Regions from separate parts of the Mus musculus genome. Here regions 1 and 2 are each linked to region 3. The links are chromatin contacts, called in public Hi-C and promoter capture Hi-C maps. All regions are on one chromosome and are shown on one strand. Each heading gives the region's core, a stretch centred on a gene start, on an enhancer-like site or on the middle of the called end of the contact. The rest is flanking DNA. Distances are from core to core; before and after follow the strand shown. Region 1 has its middle 68 kb from the start of Gm26535. Region 2 has its middle 58 kb from the start of Gm31330. Region 3 has its middle 300 kb from the start of Gm46220.

Region 1 (4,015 bases), core at 1,304-3,803, 510 kb after region 3:
GATCAGGTTTAAAATGTTTGGATCAGATTTTATAGTTTCTAAAGTTGTGATAACTGGTCTCAAGTCTGTGGAATACTCTAGCTATCTAATATAATAGAGAGGAATAACTTTTATATGGCTACTGACCACTCATCTAAATACATACAGCCCCTTGAGAATTCTCATTCATGTGGGCTGCTGTCAGTCTTGACAGTGTGTCCCTCTATAATCTGTACTATCTCTTCACTCCCAATAGTTATTTTGCCTTTTTTCAAAAAAAAAAGTAAATATGAAAGATATATTTTTAGAATTAAATACACACTATATTTGGAAAATTTAGCATAGTAGATAATACTCAATTGATAATTCTATATTAGCTACATGGTGAATGTATGCTATTTTACTTATGTTGAACAAAATAAAGTATATCATTAAAAGTAATTTTACCTGTTTCTTATTCCTTCTTAGTGCAGATGTGGTTTAAATTGTTTTTTGGATTGAATGTCTATTGGACTACACTAGTCTAGTTGCTAATTTTATCATCTAAATAGGATATTTTCTCATTCTATTATTGCTTATTTATTACTTATATCTCTTCCCCTCTAGGAAATAAAATGATATACATATCATGTCATAGGCTGTTGACTCAACAATGTATAAAGTAACTGTAAAATATTACAATATTAAATGAAATTACATGTATTATGAAGGATCCTTTGTGGGAAGGCCACTTTAGCTCTTGCTTTTGAGAAATTATATCTGGCATGTAAATAAATGTCGGGATACTTAAATGAATGATACTAAATGATATGTGTCAAGAGGTTGATCATTGTTAATCTTTGGGAAAACTACCACCACCACCACCACCACCACCACCACCACCACCACACATATGTAAGAAAACTTTGGAACAACTTAATAGATATATTCAGATTTAGTTTATGGCTTTTCCCATTGTTCTCTTCCTCTTCTGTTTTGTTGTTGTTGTTGTTGTTGTTGTTGTTTTTTTTTTTTTTTTTTTTTTGAGACAAGATGTCACTCTACACCCCAGACTGGAGTCAAACTGGTGGCCGTTGCCTGCTTCAGCCACCTGAATACACTGTAAAGACACAGGCCTCTGGCTTCACATTGCTTTGTTTTGCTTTTCAAAGGAAAATAACTTCATTTACACTGCAAAGAGGGTACTGAGAACTCCAGGAGGAAAAGGAACCACCTGCCACTGTCCTCACAAGCTGGATATCTCATTGTTAAGTCACTTGTCTCAAAAATGGCCAGACTGTGCCCACTGCTCACTCCCATGCTGCCAGTTTAGTTCAAGTCACCCACTTAGAAATAAATATACTTCAAATGATGTTTTTCTTCTGTTTAGGACCATTCAATGACCTCACTGCACACACTAAATGCCAAAGCTTTAATGGCTTATTTCCCCATGCCCCGAGTAATTGGCCCTCAATCCCACTAAAGTTTTCCCTTGCTCAATGCTATCTTTAAGGCAATGGTTCTCAACATGTGACATGCAACCCCGTTGGGAGTGGAACAGCCTTTCACAGGGGCACATGTCAGATTCTCGCATTTGTTCAAATTGCTCTGCTGATGGATAATGAAGCATTCTTTAGAAAGGACCTTCCCTAGACAGTCATCATTTGGGAGGCAGAGGCAGGTAGATCTCTATAAGTCCCAAGGCTAGGCTGGCCTGCTCTACATAGCAAGTTCTGGGACAACCAAGGGCTATGTGGAGAGACCTTGTCTCAAAAAGCAAAAACAAACAAGAAAATTTCCCTTCCCTGAATGCACTTTTGCTTAAGAGAAAGTAAACCAACCCAGACAAAGGGATTCCTGATCACCTTTATCTTCTTATCTCTCATGTAGTGCTAACTTCATCCCCTTGCCACTGGGACATGAAATGACCTTCAGTAAAGACATGCCACTAACTTAACCCCCAAAACTCTTCATAGACAGGATTTCTTATTTTGTTCTCTCTTTGAATAAACACTCAAAACCTCCACTGAGGCTCTTAAGCTTCGCTGGAATCAACTTACTGGGTAAGAATGAATCTAATTGTTATGCTGGCTTCCATGTCAGCAAAATAACAGATGTACAGTATAATAGAGGAGAAAAGAACGTGACTGTTGGATTGTTCAAGCAGGTGCTACATGAAAAAAACATCACATGGAACTTTCTCAAGTGCATTTGGAAACAGCTGGAAAGTAGCCAGGAGGAGAGCCCTGACTCAAACCCCAGGACATCCAGTTGTGAGCTGGGATTAGACAGGGACAGCTGAGTCAAGGAGCACACTGGCACCTTCAGCTTTGTATTCCTCCCTTGCCCTGCGACAGAGGCACCAAGGAGCACAGTCCCTGAGGAGACACGCTCTTGCAGAGTCCAGCTGCCTGCGTCGCTTTCAGAGAGCACCAGATAACACTTGCAGAATGGTCAGAGGGGGAAGGCAAGTTACCATGGTTCTCTAGCTATTATTGCATCCAGCCCATAGTGGGATGGAAATAAGTGCACATGTTCAAAAAGGCCCTTTGGGAAAGATCAGGGGCCTACACTGGGACACAATGGTAGGCTTTGTTGCAGAGAAAGGCTTTGGTCTGGCAAGTAACAGCAGTCCCGCTGGACACTGGGTTCACTAGGCAAACTGTATGCAGGGATTGCATCCTTAGAAACAGCAGGCATTTATTGTAATTAAAAGGCTGGAGATATGGTTCAGTCAGAAAATTGTTTGCTTTGCAAACATGCAGACCTGAGTTCCATCCATAGAAATTACATCATCATCATCATCATCACCATCATCATCATCATCATAGCTGTCCTAGAGACAGCAGGTAGAACCTGCTGGTTTCAATTGTATACCTCTGTGTGCTGCTGCTCATGCCCACAGAGGTATAAGGTGATCCCAGAAACACAAGTCACTCCAGTTGGGGTTGCCCATGGCAAAGCTCAATAAAAACACAAGAAAGAGGAGGACAGAAAAATGTGGGAGAATGAGAAAGAAATGAAAAGTGAATAGCCACCAGCTTTAATTTGCTAAAGAAATTCTGTCCTTTCCTGCTCTGCTCTGCACCCAGCAAGCTCACATCTAGAATATGGCTCCCTTCAGACTTACATCCTGCCTTGATATATAAATTATTTGGAGGAAAAATTCTTAGAGTCAAGGTTAACAAAAAACAGCTGTGAAATAAACCCTGAGCCGTGTCCTAGATCTCTCCTAGTATGCAGAGTCTCCTCTCTGTTTTGAAGAGTCAGCACATCCAGAAGGGGTGGACAGAGGCAGAACTTGGCAAAGTCTCTGGAATGTGAGAAGAGTTCAGGGCTACATCAGACGGGCAAGGGAGAGGAAGCAACTGAAGACATCCTGTCTAAAATGCTGCTTCTCTCTTGAATGTTTCCATCTAGCTAATAGGTACAGTAGTTCTCTCTGTCTCTCTCAACCCTTCTCTGCTTCTCTCTCTCTCTCTCTCTCTCTCTCTCTCGTTCACCCTCATGAGTGTGTGTGTGTGTGTGTGTGTGTGTGTGTGTGTGTGTGTGTGTGTATGTGTGTCAACCCCAGGTTGATCTGGGACAACATAATCAAAGAGGACACTGGACTCCTGCCTCCACCTCCCACATGCTGGAATTACCAATTATCAATTTTCAGCACCATCTCCTCTTTCCCTCTCCCTCTCCCATCCCTGTCTTCCTCTCTCACCTCTACCTCTGCTTCTCTGGACTGTGGCCCTGCTACCAGAAGCTAACTCAGAACAGTACTCATGCCAGGACATGTCGGCTATGTAGTATTTTCTGTCAGAAAGTTAGAGAAGTAAGAGCTAGAAGTTTGTGGGGCAACGAGGAAGCCTAGAGACACCCACAGAGAAGGCAGTGGAGCGCTTAAGCCACAGAGTTCATGAGCTGGCGAGAGTGAGAAAGAGAGAAACTGGGGCTGCCAAATGGAAACAGTCACCCTGGGGCTGGGGTTGTGGCTCAGAGGTAGAGTGCATGCTTAGCATGAATTTGGGGTTTCAACCCAAAAGCACACCTCTCTCTCTCTCTCTCT
Region 2 (3,564 bases), core at 78-2,577, 270 kb after region 3:
GCCCCTAATGGAGGAGCTAGAGAAATTACCCAAGGAGCTAAAGGGAACTGCAACCCTATAGGTGGAACAACAATATGAACTAACCAGTACCCAGGAGCTCTTGTCTTTAGCTGCATATGTATCAAAAGATGGCCTAGTTGGCCATCACTGCAAAGAGAGGCCCATTGGACTTGCAAACTTTATATACCCCAGTACAGGGGAACGCCAGGGCCAAAAAGGGAGAGTGGGTGGGTAGGGGATTGGGGGGGTTGGTATGGGGGACCTTTGGGATAGCATTGAAAATGTAAACGAGGAAAATACCTAATTAAAAAAAAAGAGAGCTTGTAAATTTTATTGAAACAATGGGTGACCAGTGTCACAGCCTTCCATATAGCCTAGCCTATTTTTAGTTTCCAGATATTAGGACATGAGCATGTTTGGAGGGAAGAGAATACTGCTGTTGTTGAAAAATACTACCTTCTGCCTTACATTTTACCAGGCAATTTGGCAAAAATAATTTAAGGTCAGTATATATACTTATTTAGCATTAAAAAGCCTGAGAAATTTTAAATTATCATTCTACCTGATGAAATCAGATGCCCCAAGGAAGAAATGTTTATGTTAACAAGAAATTTAACAAAAAGTAAGTGAAAGAAAATAAAATTTAGAGCAGATTAATAGACAGACAAACAGACAGAAGAGAAATGATTAGATAGATAGATGGATAGATAGATAGATAGATAGATAGATAGATAGATAGATAGATAGATAGTCATTTTTATAAAGCAAACAAAGCAAATCTAAGAAAAAAACACACATCACTGTACTGAGAATAAGAACAGGGTGAAAAATCATCAGAAACTGGAATGAGAATGCCCAGAGGAATAGAGAAAATAGAGAATACTGGAATGCGGTAGTGCTTACCTTACTGTATAATTTACTAAAACGTCATTACATTTTTATTTATTATGATAGGTGTGTTTGATGTTATTTAGTTAAATGTTAATAAAGCAACCCACAGCAAGAGCAAATGAAATTTACTTTGGAAGGTATCTGGTCAAGAACCACTGCTCATTATGAAGACAGAACAAATACCCACCCTCTCTGTAGTCCTTCATCTCATTCCAGTTCAGGAAACCAAGAGATAGCCTAGTTTCTGCTGTTTGTGAAGTAACAATCTCAAATATGGAAGATGAAGACAAGTGAATAATACTCTCACATGACCCAAGCTTCTAGTCCAGCTCTAAAAATGAGTCACGAAGGGAGCCTTTCCCTCATGAACATGTTTAAGGAAAAGCTATGTGCTTGGTTTAGCATAATTGACCACAATAATTACAGTGCATGAGGATTTATGTTGTATTTTTAAGACTGCCAGGTCTGGAGGGCAAAGGGGAATTCATTGTGGAGTGGGAGCAGGGTTCATAGCTTGAAATCCACAAAAAGTCATGCACATTTTTTAAATGTTACAAACTAGCAATTATGGGCTGCAGAAGTATTTGTGCTTGTTCAGAGGTTCCATGGGGAAAATAGGAAGATGTTCATCTTCTCAATAAATTCAGCTCTAAGGAAAAGTGTTACATTGTCAAATATACTTTTATGATTAGCCTCATCTCCAGGAATGGGGTACAGACAGGCCCACCCTTTAAGAGAACCCAAGTCTTTTCTAAAGCTAGGGAGAATGAAGGTATGATTTATATTCTTAAAAAGGGAATAAAATGAAGGTATGATTTAATCTGAATGCTAAATATTATTGGTAGTCAGATTTATATCACACATTAGTCACTGATTTTATTTCAGACCAGTAATAATAAAACAAAAGCCTCTTTGTGTTCCTACAGAGCAAGTTTATCTCCCAGGCTACTTGTCCATACACTGTTAATTTTACCAATTATCAAAACAAGAGAATAAGAAAGTCATTAATTCAACCCCGATTGGAGCATAGGATAGGTATAAAGACTCCCTCAGATCAGAATCATGAAGTAACTATCCTACCATTGCTGTGAGACAAAAGCTTTGTAATTTAAGCTTACTTCATAGGTCATTGTAGTATTGGCAGGTAGTCCTTACAAATGAAAACTTTCTGTTTTAAAACTTTTCAGCTTCTTTCTCTCAACGTGAATAAAAACACAAAGAAACAGGAGAGTGGGGCATGGGTGGCACATGTTTTTAATCCCCACACGTGGGAGAAAGAGGCAGGCAGTTCTTTATGCTTTTGAGGCTATTCTGGTCTACTCAACCAGGATAGGCAGGGCTGCATAGAGAGACCCTCCCCTGAGAGAGAGAGAGAGAGAGAGAGAGAGAGAGAGAGAGAGAGAGAGAGAGGCAGAGACAGACAGAAACAGACAGACAGAGAGACAGAGACAGACAGACAGGCAGGCAGGCAGGCAGGCAGGCAGGCAGGATAATTTTTTACTATGCAACTAAATCCTCTGGTAGCTATGGGATCTTTGAGAAAGACAGTTTCAAGAGCATTCACAAATGCTAAACATTCAGTCTCTTTCTTCCACAATTAAGCAAATAAAGAAACTAAGCTCACAGTGTGTGGGGGGGTGGGGGAGTCCTATGGATGAGGTCACAGTGAGCCCCAATTGTTCATCTAAGGAGCTCTGTATGTTGTGTTTTTAGTGTCTCCATGACACCTGAGGTTCCTTGATAAGGCTAGATTGGCAGGCCAGTGAGTCCTGGGAATCTGTCTCTGCCTCCTCACCAATCGGGTGAGGAGCACAGGAACAGCACAGCAGGCTTCCTTACTGGGGTACTGGGGCCTGTGCTCTGGTCTTCGTGCTCATATTAAAAGCACTTTGCAGACTGAGCTATCTCTCCAGTCCTCTTGCTGGTGTTTTATACTGAAAAACTTCAACAGCTATCTGAATCTGATTTTAACCCATCCTGTCCTTAATCAAATTATGTCAACTCTTATTAAAGCCAGGAGGATAATACCTACACATAAGCCTTAAGCAACCACTACACAAGCAATAATAAAGTAGATCAGAGGATAAACATTGACTGAGCAAAATTTAGTTTTGTGGGATTCATATAATAACACCACCACCTACTTCCACCAGCGTCAAGATTTTATGCCTACGCTGACTTCTGGGAGATACTGAATTCTTACTCCCCAAATATTCTAAAGTGTGTAACAAAATAAAATTCACACACTTTGCTTATGTGTTTGGATCTTTGAATTGCCCAACCCTCACAGAACCCTTCCAAATAACCCAGACCTGTCATTTGTGCTGACCATACCATAGTTACTGCAACAATTAAGATAAATTCTATTGCAACATGGCCCAACACAAAGACAACAGTAATTTAACCTGAAACTCCAAGTCTTTTAGCAAACCATTTTTTCAGTCTATCTTCTCTCTTAGGTGCTCTTTTTTCTTTTCTTTTTTTTTTCAATTTTTTACTAGATGTTTTCTTCATTTACATATCAAATGCTATCCTGAAAGTCCCCTATACACTACCCCCCCACCCCACCCCCACCCCCACCCCCACCCCCACCCCCCACCCCAGTCCTGCTCCCCAACCCAAACACTTCCGCTTCCTGGCACTGGCATGTCCCTGTACTGGAGCATATAATCA
Region 3 (3,919 bases), core at 871-3,370:
CAAATTCCACGCTCCCTTAATAGTACCATGTCCTGTGACCAAGCATGCAAACACATGAATATATGGGAGCCATTCCTATTTAAACCATCTCAGTGTGCACACATATATCCATGCAAGTGTGCTTGTAGAAGCCATATGTCAACTCTGGATGTCTTCCTCAGTTCTCCTAAGCTTATTTTTTGAGACGAGGCTCCTTGCTGAACTTGTAGCTCACTGATTCGATGATATTGCTGGCCTGTGAGTGGCTCTTCTGCCTCTCTCTCTACCCAGTATTTCCACTTACAGTTTTTTGTTTGATTTTCAATGTGTTTACATAGTACATACTTAGTACATTTAGCCACTGTCTAGTTTGTTTCAGTGGTTCTGATCAAACACCCTGAAAAAAAGCACTATTGGTAAGAAATGGGTTTATTTCACTGTACCATTCTGGGTTAGAGTCCATCATAGAAGAATGGTCACAGTGGCAGAAGCTTCAGTCTACTATTTATATATACAGTCAACAACAACAACTAAAAGAGATGAATGTGTGATCTTGCAATCCAGCTTTCTCTATTATTTTACATTCATGACCCTCAAGCAGGGAATGGTGTCACACACTTTCAGATTGGGTCTTCCCAAATAAATTAAGACAATTGAGACAATTGCCCAACAAACAAGCCAGCAGGGCCACCTGTTTTACAATCCCTCATCCAGACTCGCTTCCCAGGTGTTTCTAGGTTTTGCTTGTTTGTTTGATTGTTTCTGGTTGACAAGCTAACCATCACACTCACTGAGTCATGCTCCCAGCCCAGTGTTCTTCACCAGGTTAAGAGTGTTTAAAGAACAGAGGACACAAATTTTCTCTTTTCAAGTATGTTGCCATGTCTTTTATATACTAAGTAGCCAAAAAAAAACTATTAAATATTTAATGAGAGGTCCTTAGATGGACATCTCTCACCAGACTGTGCCCTTCTTTTCAATTTACAACCAGTTCTCAAAGTCAGAAACACAATGCAACAAAATGGTAATATTTAAATTCTATCTGAATGACATTTTCTTCTAATCAAAATTATCTTTTTAATGAAAGGGTAATTTCTTAAATATGTCAAGTAAACTAAATTTTGATGAACATAAAATATGAGCATAGTTTTCTATGAAAAATTACAAATGTATGGCTTACAGGAAGTGAGCACATATCAATACAACAATAAGAACATTAATAATTCATAAAAGATGTTGCTCAGTGTTTTATAGCATCTCTCCTACTAAGTCAACTGTGGTGTTACAGATAATACTTGGAAGCAGATACATGTGGACTCATGAGCAGTGATGGTGATATCTCACAGTATCCTGTTCTCAGATGCAAAGCAGATCCAAAACCAAATAGATATGGGTTACTCATCCTGCAGGAGGTAAGTGCAACATGTAGAGCCATTGAAAATAGCCTCAGACTCTTTCTTCAATGTGTTTATCAAATCTGATCTTGAGACATAATACTCATTAATTTCATCCTGTCTTCATGTCTTAATTGCCACTCTACTTCTTTTAATATTTATATGACAGAAGTCCTTGATCCTGTACTAACTGACAAAAAGCTTCTGCCAAGAATAACTCATCACATAGGGGCATTGTCTGGTTTGTCCAAAAAGTGGACTGCATTTATCGATGGGCAATGCCTTCTCATCATATTGCGTTATTGTCATGTTCAGAAAATAAATCATATAGATGACCTTGTTGTCTCAGGGTTGCTGTCTAAATGCTTCACCCTCAGTTGTACTCCATACTATGAGCACTGTTTCTGTCTAGCTGCAAAACTCACAGATGTTACTTAAAGACACACACTGTGAAGTATGACTCTACCACCTTTGACTTTCTGCAGAATCAGACAACAAAAAGACAAGCAATCAAGTAGGAAAAATAGTGTGAACACTATCTTCTTTCAATGGTTATACACATAAATATTGTTAGTCTGGTGAAGTTGCCAAACCAAAGTTTTATAACTAATAAACTAAGTCAGGGGTTTGCATCCAAAATGGATCCTTTGGGAAGAACAAGGGCTTAATACTTCACTCAGCAGTTGTTATCTTAGACAAGTCAGGAAGAGAAAGGATGTGATCTGATGAATTGTGCTTCCAGATGGTTTGCAGAAGTTGCTGCCGGCCAGTAAGGCAGAAATAAATACATTGGTCGAGACATACAAGATAAGACAGCTGAACTGGATGGATTTTGCAAGATGTCAGGTCTTAAAATTGTGCAGAAGATAACAGTTGGAATGAATACACACACACACATACATATTTCCTCACACAAAAGATGCCTAAGGTCTAAGTTTGGTCAAATTCGAAGCTTTATGATGTATAAAACTTACATATGGAACTTATAAATGGAACTACTCTGTCATTAGGCAAAATGTAACTGAGATCTGTCTAGATGGATAGTATGTGGTTTCTTCACAGGATTCTGTTTAGTAAAAACATCATCGTTTATATCAGTAATATTGTTCCAATAAAAGAATGTAAAGATTATTTTGGAAAAATCTTTGTTTGTGAGCTGCTGGCTAGATAGCAGAACATGTACATGAAACCTATAAAAAACTAAAAATATTTTATTTCAATTTTATCTTTGTTTTCATTGAATAACTAAAGACAAACATGTGACTTAAAACAAGCTAAACACAAACATATCATTCGATCTTAAAGCAAGCTGTGTTGTAATTTGATCAGTGTTAGGTAAGAGGGTTATATGTTAGGAAGAACAATCTGTTCCAAATACAGAATTCTTAGAGGGAAATATTCATTTTGTATCTTTGATGCTTCACAATAACATTTATAGTGCCAGTAGGCAATTAATGACTACCTGGTACTTTCAATGAAATCATTTTAAGTGTGTCACATATAGAATTGAAAGTACTAAAAGATAAAATTCTACTTTTATAGAATTTAATTTGGATATTTGGAAAGCTGCTTCACTAATATAAATTTGTTAAATGATATCAAACAAATATCTAATATCAAGGAAAATGATTTATCTTCCTTTTTATTAACTGTAAAACTAAATCATAAAAGTGTTAGATAATGTGTAATTGGCCATATGACTGCAATAAAAGTACAGTATGATCCTTGTTGTGAGCGAGTGTATCAAAAGCCTGAAATTGCAAAACTGGATAAAATAGGCTACTGTGAAATGCCTGAATTGTGTGTCCATAGAGGGAAACATCAGTACAAACTGATGTTTAATTGTGGAGTTTAGTAGATATTTTCCCCCAGTGGCATTTAAAAGGCACACAAACCTGGAACACAAGGAAAAGATGTGTTTGGCTGAAAGGAGAGCATAAAAAATGTAGACTGTGGATGCAACTCAGTGGCTGGAGCAGCAAGGAGTTTAGGCCACACATCTATGGATTGGAGAACAAATACCAAGCAAGCCAAAATGCCAAAACTAGTAAGCTAGGGTCCTAGGATCAGGTCTGGAAAAGCTCTTTATGACAGCAGGAAGCCTGAATTTATTCTTAGGAATATTGAAAATCACTTAAATATTTTGAGAATAAGGTAACAATAAAATTTTATTAGCCTCAATTAAAGTTAATCTAAATATTACCAAGGAATTAGGTATTCTCTCTCTACTTATAGGCTAGGTCTAGGAAAAATAAGTAGAAATCTTATAAGAAGGAACATGTAGCAATTTGATCTAAGTACGGCACAGGGAAATTTAAAGTGTACAAAATCTTTATTATTAATTGGAAAAATCTTGTCTTAAATTCTATTATAGAGGACAAAAATCAAGAAGATCAAACAGATATATGAAAAAATAATATGTGATTCTAGATGCTTAAGCAGTATAAATTAGCAAATAATGGCATATTCTTGCTGAAGAAGGTCAACCCGCAAGGCCATTGTTAGAGTTAAATGACAAGGCCCCATACCATTCATTACTCACTGTA

Evidence for each region. Promoter capture Hi-C pulls out the DNA fragments that hold promoters and counts their contacts. A called contact is a pair of places that touch in the nucleus more often than the background predicts.
Region 1: a contact with region 3 is called in a Hi-C map of the 3T3-L1 cell line, with 4 times the contacts expected there. The contact joins two enhancer-like sites.
Region 2: a promoter capture Hi-C map of the 3T3-L1 cell line shows a contact between it and region 3, with 5 times the contacts expected there. The contact joins two enhancer-like sites. A contact is called at or near these places in 1 of 39 promoter capture datasets (the 3T3-L1 cell line) and 1 of 15 datasets of contacts at CTCF or cohesin (the NIH/3T3 cell line).

What each region holds. Positions count from the first base shown.
Region 1 is chr10:37,249,524-37,253,538 of GRCm38.p6, reverse strand. No RefSeq gene overlaps it. Among named protein-coding and RNA genes, the nearest start is that of Gm26535, 68 kb to the left of the region's middle. Within about 2 kb of position 2,553, at least 80 of the 459 cell types and tissues checked have an H3K27ac peak or open chromatin away from gene starts, as enhancers often do.
Region 2 is chr10:37,493,369-37,496,932 of GRCm38.p6, reverse strand. No RefSeq gene overlaps it. Among named protein-coding and RNA genes, the nearest start is that of Gm31330, 58 kb to the right of the region's middle. Within about 2 kb of position 1,327, at least 21 of the 459 cell types and tissues checked have an H3K27ac peak or open chromatin away from gene starts, as enhancers often do.
Region 3 is chr10:37,759,027-37,762,945 of GRCm38.p6, reverse strand. No RefSeq gene overlaps it. Among named protein-coding and RNA genes, the nearest start is that of Gm46220, 300 kb to the left of the region's middle. Within about 2 kb of position 2,120, at least 1 of the 459 cell types and tissues checked has an H3K27ac peak or open chromatin away from gene starts, as enhancers often do.